Regions from separate parts of the Sus scrofa genome. Here region 2 is linked to region 1. A link is a contact called in public promoter capture Hi-C data. All regions are on one chromosome and are shown on one strand. Each heading gives the region's core, a stretch centred on a gene start, on an enhancer-like site or on the middle of the called end of the contact. The rest is flanking DNA. Distances are from core to core; before and after follow the strand shown.

What was found. Promoter capture Hi-C pulls out the DNA fragments that hold promoters and counts their contacts.
Region 2: a promoter capture Hi-C map of liver shows a contact between it and region 1, with 7 times the contacts expected there. The contact joins the enhancer-like site here to the promoter of GINS2 in region 1. A contact is called at or near these places in 1 of 5 promoter capture datasets (liver) and 6 of 47 Hi-C or Micro-C datasets (brain, embryonic fibroblasts, heart right ventricle and 3 more).

Annotation. Positions count from the first base shown.
Region 1 is chr6:3,216,828-3,220,416 of Sscrofa11.1, forward strand. GINS2 (DNA replication complex GINS protein PSF2) reads left to right here and starts at 1,828. Exons shown (of 6, transcript XM_003126817.4): 1 at 1,828-2,052; 2 at 2,264-2,378. The coding sequence starts at 1,963.
Region 2 is chr6:3,570,075-3,573,663 of Sscrofa11.1, forward strand. All of the region lies in intron 1 of GSE1 (genetic suppressor element 1), which reads right to left. Among named protein-coding and RNA genes, the nearest start is that of GSE1, 86 kb to the right of the region's middle. Within about 2 kb of position 1,862, at least 16 of the 83 cell types and tissues checked have an H3K27ac peak or open chromatin away from gene starts, as enhancers often do. A contact at or near this core is called in liver and retroperitoneal adipose tissue, where this site is marked.

The DNA of each region.
Region 1 (3,589 bases), core at 578-3,077:
CTGCAGCAATGCGGGATCCGAGCCACGTCTGTGACCTGCACCACAGCTCACGGCAACGCCAGGTCCTTAACCCACTGAGCGAGGCCAGGGATCAAACTCGCATCCTCTTGGATCCTTGCCAGGATCATTAACTGCTGAGCCACCCCGGGAACTCAGGTGGCTTCCACCTTTTGGCTGTTGTGAATCATGCTGCTTTAACAAGCCCCCACGGGACCTTGATGTAGGCTGAAGTTTGAGACCTCAAGACAGCACCATCTGGCAGTATGTAAAGCTGCACCCTGCCTCATCTCATTCTCCCAAAAGCCCAGTGAGATAAGCAGTGGCACTGTCCCATTTTACAGATAAGAACGCCAAGGCACCCGACTCTGCCAGCTCTCGTCCCACCAAGGCCTCTCTGAACTGCGGTTTTCCCACCAGCTCTTTTCATTTGCTCTTTTACAGGCTTCAGCCGTCAGGGAGGGAAGCCTCGCCAACTTTGAAACACAAATATTTGCCAGTCAAGACAACATTTCCCCATCAATCAAAACCCAGACAAGCTGGCACACACTCTCTGCAGATGCCTGAGGGAGCTTCTATTTTAGGAGGGGCCAGGTGGCCTGCAGCTTCCCTTCCTTCCCAGACACTCTGGGGGCTCCTTCCCCTCCCCGCTCGCTTGTAGATGAAGAAACTGAAAATCAGAGTGGTCCTTTGCTCTCAGTCACACAGCATCCTGAGGGAATTTTTTTATTTTTGAAAGTATTTGTCTTTATAAATGACGAAATGAAGAAAATCTTCAGGCCAGGAATGACAATTTCCAGTACAGAAAAACAACAGCTTTCCAGGCCATGTCGGTGGGCAGAACGATCTATGGCCTTATTTCATCTTCCCAACAACCTGACATGGAGCAGGTTTCAGGGGGGTTAGAGAGGAAAGCATGGAGTTTTCTGGGGTTGGGCAGGCTTCCTGCAGGCATCCAGAACCCTGAAATCCTCCTGTCAGGTACGATTTTTCTTAGAGCCTAATGATCAGGGCATCAAATTCAGCCCCTGGCCTGACTGCTCCCCCGCTCCCCCCAACCCCAGTCCTCTTCTAACTGGTTCACCTCCCAGGAAGCATTCCTGGCCTGGGTACCACGGCATCAGAAGCCGGCAGTCCGCACCCCAGACCCATGAATCACAATTCTGCATGTGAACATGAGAATCTCCTAGGGGGTGCTGACCCAGGAGGGTCTGAGAACACTGCTGCTACCTTGCACACGACCCCACGGTATAGTAAGGCGCCGGGACCAGCTAATGGATGAGCTCATCAATGCGTATTGGCTGCAGTCTTGCAAACTTCCTCTTCCCCAGGGAGCCTAAGGTTAAATTCTCAGCCTCTTCCCCGCGGTTTCTGAATTGGAAGCTGTGGGTGCCGTGGAGGGATCTGCACTTTTATAGGTATTGATCTTCGTGTACTGGGAGAACAGAAGGTTATGAAGTTAAAGGAAACAACGGCTTTCCTCGCTCCGCTGGGCTGGGGTCCAGTCTGTGTAAGCCTGGTCACGCCGTGACTTTTAATTGCATATGCTCCCGGCCCCAAACCCCACCTTCACGCCCAGCTTGACTCGCAGTGTGGGCGGGCAGGCGCACAGGGCTGGTGAAGAGACACGGAGCGCTGAACCAGGAACAGGTGGGCTTCCAGCGACAGGTGCTTGGCCCACGGCAGGGGCGTGGCCGGGACGCGTGGGGGCGTGGCCTTCCGTGAGAGGGGCGGGGCCTGCGCACGGCCTCGCTTAAGATCGCCAATCCGCGGGCTCGTAGCAGCCGCGGTCCCCGCCTTCCGCCGCTAAGCGGAGAGCGTCGCGTTCCTATAGGCCAGTCAAGGCTCCTTCCGGCCCGGGGGCGGGTTCCGCGCGGTGGCGGGAAAGCGGCGGCCGCAGCGTTTCTGCAGGACGCCGGGGAGCCTCAGGCGCCGGAGAGGCTGGGGCTGACTGTTGGCTCCACCATGGACGCGGCCGAGGTGGAGTTTCTGGCTGAAAAGGAGCTGGTCACCATTATCCCGAACTTCAGTCTGGACAAGATCTACCTCATCGGGGTGAGGACCCTGGTCGGTTCCCACTTCCGGGAGGGACGGCCCAGCGCCCACAGGTGTTGGGCGGCCGCGTGTGGGCCCCGGAGCGGGTGGGCGGTGGGGCGAGGTGCTCGGCCGAGTTGGCTTTTGCCTGTATTTGGGTTTCAGCCGAGTGGGCAGCAGCGAGGTCCAGCGATGTTCTGTTGTGCGTGACGGGCTGCGTGTCCCTCGGCAGGGCGACCTGGGGCCTTTCAACCCTGGCTTACCAGTGCAGGTGCCTCTGTGGCTGGCCATCAACCTGAAACAAAGACAGAAGTGCCGGCTGCTCGCTCCCGAGTGGATGGACGTAGGTAAGGACGTGGGGGACGAGGAGTGCCGTGGAACCTGGGATCACCCGCCCGCGCGGGGTCCTTCCTTCTCGGCGGCATCCACTCCTCAGCTGAAATCAATGAATGGGCCTGGTCTCACCTGCTAGAGGCCGCGGACCGCTGTTACTAATCGTCGTCTGGGGTGTGTGTACCGATTCTAGTTCGGATTTTGAGATACCTCAACTTGCTTGAAAGGTGTTTTGTGACTCGAAAGCAACTTTTCTTCTTTCTCCTTTTTAGGGTCGCAGTCGCGGCCTATGAAAGTTCCCAGGATAGGGGGCGAATCGGAGCTACAGCTGCGGGCCCACACCACAGCTCACAGCAATGCCAGATCTTAACCCACTGAGCAAGGCCAGGGATTGAACCCGAATCCTCATGATTACTAGCCGGGTTCGTTTCCTGCTGAGCCACAATGGGAACTTCATCTCCTCTTCTTTGCTTTTTTTCTTTTTTTTTTTTTTAAAGGCCGCACCCATAACATATGCAAGTCCCGGGGCCAGGGCGTGAATCTGAGCCACAGCTGCAGCAACGCCTGATGCTTTAACCCATTGTGAATGGTGGCAGGATCAAACCAGGCTTTTGAAGCTACTAGAGCCACTACAGTGGGTTTCTTAACGCACCGAGCCACAATGGGAATTCATAAATCAACATTTCTAATTAAAAAAAAAAAAAATAAGTGTAGACCAGCAGGAGGAGCAGTCATTTCACATTATAGAGAATGCATGGAAGTAAGGTGTCAAATACAGAAGGCAATTTATTTTTGGCCATTTCAAGGGATGAGGTTGAGAACTCAAAGACTACACACAGTATTATTTCTTTTGTGTGTATGTGGCTTTTTTTTTTTTTTTTTTTGGTCTTTTTATCTTTTCTAGGGCCGCTCCTGCGGCATATGGAGTTTCCAGGCTAGGGGTCTAATCGGAACTGTAGCCACTAGTCTATACCAGAGCCACAGCAATGTGGGATCCGAGCCTCGTCTGCAACCTACACCACAGCTCACGGCAATGCTGGATCCTTAACCCACGGAGTGAGGCCAGGGATCGAACCCGCAACCTCATGGTTCCTAGTCGGATTCATTAACCACTGTGCCACAATGGGAACTCCAGTATTATTTTATTTCCATAAACTGCTCGGAGCAGGCAGATCCACAGAGACAGAGATTAGTGGTTGTATAGGGATGGGGGTATAGGGGTTTT
Region 2 (3,589 bases), core at 612-3,111, 350 kb after region 1:
GAACCTCCATATGCCGCAGGTGCAGCCCTAAAAAAAAAAACAGAAAGAAAAAAAGAGAAACATGCTATTTGGTAACAGAGTGCAGAGCCCCTCCCGGAGGGAGCAGTAAGGACCACCAGTGCTCCCACCACCTCGGATCCATGGCTGCACAGCAAGGACACAGGGACTCAGGCCGACCTGCAGCGCCTGGATCAGTGACGGGTCCCCCCACTCACGGACTATGAGTCCAGGGAAGCCCCTCACCAGCTTTGGCACAGAAAATGGGGGCACCTCTCTCCTCAGTTTTGTCCCCTGTAAAATGGGGCATAACGACGACCTTCCTCATGGGGCAGCCGTGAGGTTTAAGTGGGACCATGCCCAGTTGGAATAAGAGTGGCTGGCCCTGTGCCTCCCGCGAAGGGAGCCGGGAAAGGCCCTGAAGCCCATTTTACTGCCCATATCCCCTGCCTGCAGAGGTGGCATCAGGGCCCAATGCCCCGCAGGCAGGATGGAGCCCCGAGGTGGAGCCTCAAAGGAAACACGGGCCTCTCCAGCCACAGGCCCGACATCCGGGCATCCAGGGTCACTCAGGATCTCCCCCAGAGCACACAGCTCTGGACCGGACACAGCCCAAAACCAGGGGTGGAAGAGAAGCCTGGGGCCTGAGCTGCTGGTGATGGACACAGAGAGCAGACACTCCAGGAGGGAGGCCCGGGGGTAGAAAGCACCCCAGATCCCTGACCGCCTGTCCCCCGACAGCTGCCCAGCTGCACCCCAGGAGCGCCTCCAGGTGGGCTTCAAAACGAGGCCGGGACCAGCATCACAGGACTGGTTAGGAATGCAGAGTCTCAGGCCCCGTCCTGGACCCACGAGAGCCCCGTGGCTGGCGTGCACATCTGAGCAGCCTGGGCCTGGGTGGCGCCCAGGAGTGCATTTATGAGGAATCTGGGGGATGTCCCCAGCCCCCCCCCCCCCTGCATCACACCTGCCAGAAGGCCACTCCCACCCCACCTCAGTACCCTCTCCCGGCCAGCTGCCTCTGGTCACTCCTCGTCACCAAGCTCCACGGGCCTCCTGACCCCCTGCTCTCCGCTTAAAGCTGCCCCGAGGCACCGGGCAGTGTCCTCCTTGGCCCTGCTGTGCTTGTCACTGCTCAGTGACTGCCAGCGGACACCATTCGTGTCTCTCCCCCAGCAGGCTGCAGGGGCACAGGTGGGGGGCGGGGGCGCGTGCTGGCACCCAGAAGGTGCTCAGAAAACACGGGGTGAATGGGGCCGGCCCGGCCCTGAGTCAGACTTCCGGGTCCACGGAGCAGCAGCTCCGAGGCTCCTGGGCCACCCTCCTTAGGTCCTCGTGCGTCAGTTTCCTCCGCTGGATTAAGTGAGATCTTCATAAAGTGCCCCACCAGGGCATAGAGAAAGCGCACAGCAAAAGCTGAGGACCCAGCAGCCGCCAGAAAGGCGTCCCCGCTGCTCTGCGAGGTGGAGACCCCTGACCTGGTCTAGTCCCCCCAGCTGTGTGACCTCGGACAAGATGCGCACCTCTCTGGGCCACATCTGCAAAGTGGGGACGTGAACCCCACCCATGCAACCTGAGGGCTGGGCCCACCTCCTTGGCGACTCTGGCTACCGACCCGGTGCCCTGCTCGCTCGGGGCTAAGTTAGCCACGGGGGGGGGGGTCCCCTCTCCCAGGCACCAAACACGCCCATTGCTGGGACTGGGACCCTGCGGCCTAGGGACTTAGGAGCACCCGCTCTGGCTCTGCCCAAGCCCGCTAGAGCTGAGACAGGGCCTGTGTGAGGCCTTGTACCCACGTGGCAGAAATAAACCGGGTCAGAGGGCAGGGAGCAGGCCTGCGGCTCCGCCATCTGCCTCTTCCCTTCCCGGGCCAAGGGCGCCATCTGCTGGGGGCACAGGGCTCGGCACCCGGCTCAGCTCCACCTGGGGCCAGGCTGGAGGGGTGCAACCTTCCTGTCCCCAGGCTGCGCCCCTAGATCCATTCCCCCACCTGTGCCCTGATGGGTTCCCCACCCTGGACAGACCCTCGGGATTCGACCGTGACGCCCGCGGACCTGCGGGTGGAATGCTAAGAGCTGCCTCCAGAACCTTCTCTCCCTTTGTCGGCACGGTTCAAATTCAGGGGATATTCCCAATGAGTCTGATGAGACGGGCGCCCAAGGCCCTCTGTGTGTGAGATCCAGCCCTTCTCTCAAGAGGCTCCTGCTGGCGCCAGGATCCCGGCCCCTCGCAGAGCCCTCTGTCCCCGCAGGCCCTGGGCCTGGCCTGCCTCTCCGTCCCCTCCCCACCCACCCACCGTCTACGTGGCTTTCATGCCCAGTCCTGAGGGGCTGAGGCCAGGGCTCTGGCCGGCTGTCCTGGCAAGAACGGCCCATCCTCCTCCACTTCCTGGTGCTCTGGCTCTGGAATCTTCCTCTGCTCATGGTGGGGGCCGGGGGAGCAATACAAGCCCCCACCTGTGCCTGTGACCGGCCAGCCCCAGAGGAACCGCGTGTGGCCTCTCAGTCCTCACAACCTCCTAGTGCCAGACACGAGCTGCCAACGAGCTCAAGTTAGGGACGCTGTTGTCCTCCCGCCTGCTGGGGGAGAAACGGCAGAATATGCCTCACTGTCCCCAGGAACTGGAGCAGGGCCAGCCCCCCGCCCCCGGCTCCTAACACACACACAGAGCCTCCAGGGACCAGGGCTCAGCTGTCTGTACCCAGCAGGCGGCAGGTGCCCTGCTCCTGGGGGCAGGTGCCCGTGACTAGGCCAGCGCAGACCAGGGCCCTGGGAGAAGGCAAGGGGCACTCAGGCCCCGTCAGCAGTGCTGCGAAGACGAAGGCCCTGCTCCCAGGGGGCAGGCGACACTCCACACTCCCGACACAATCCCAAAATCCCACGGGTCACTGTGCGCGGCCACTGGCACCCCGCCGGGTCCCAGGCCAGGCCTTGGGAGGGCCTTCAGGGCAACTGCTGGTGGGTGTCGCTAACCCCACCTCTATACCGCGTTGTCCCCAGCTCTCTGCTGTGCTAAAACACACCCAAGACATGCCTGAACCTTTTTTTTTTTTTTGGCCATATCTATGGCATGCAGAAGGTCTCAGGCCAGGGATCGAACCCTCGCCTCAGCAGGGACAACACCGAGTCCTTAACCATTAGGCCAACCAGGGAACTCCATGAATATTCCAACTGCTTTACCAGCCCCACACGCTAACCAGTGGAGCTCACCAGCCTTTGTATTTTGACGACTTTAAAACTAAACAATTCAGGAGCATCTCGTACATTCATTGTGCAACCGCCTCCTCTGTCTGGTCCCCAGATACGTCTGCATCACCCCAAACAGAATCCCTGTGCCCGTTCACGGTTGCTTCCCACCCCCTGCCTCCAGCAACTATTACCCTGCTTTCTATCTCCAGGGACTGGCTTATTCTGGACATTGCATATACATGGAGTCACATATATGTGGCCTTTTGTGACAAACTTCCTTCACTTTGTATCACTTTGTCAAGGTTCACTCATGTGGTAGCCTGGGTCAGTGCTTCATTCCTGTTCATGGCCAAGTAATATTCCACTCTGTGGGTAGACGCTGCTTTGCTTCTCATCTGTGGAT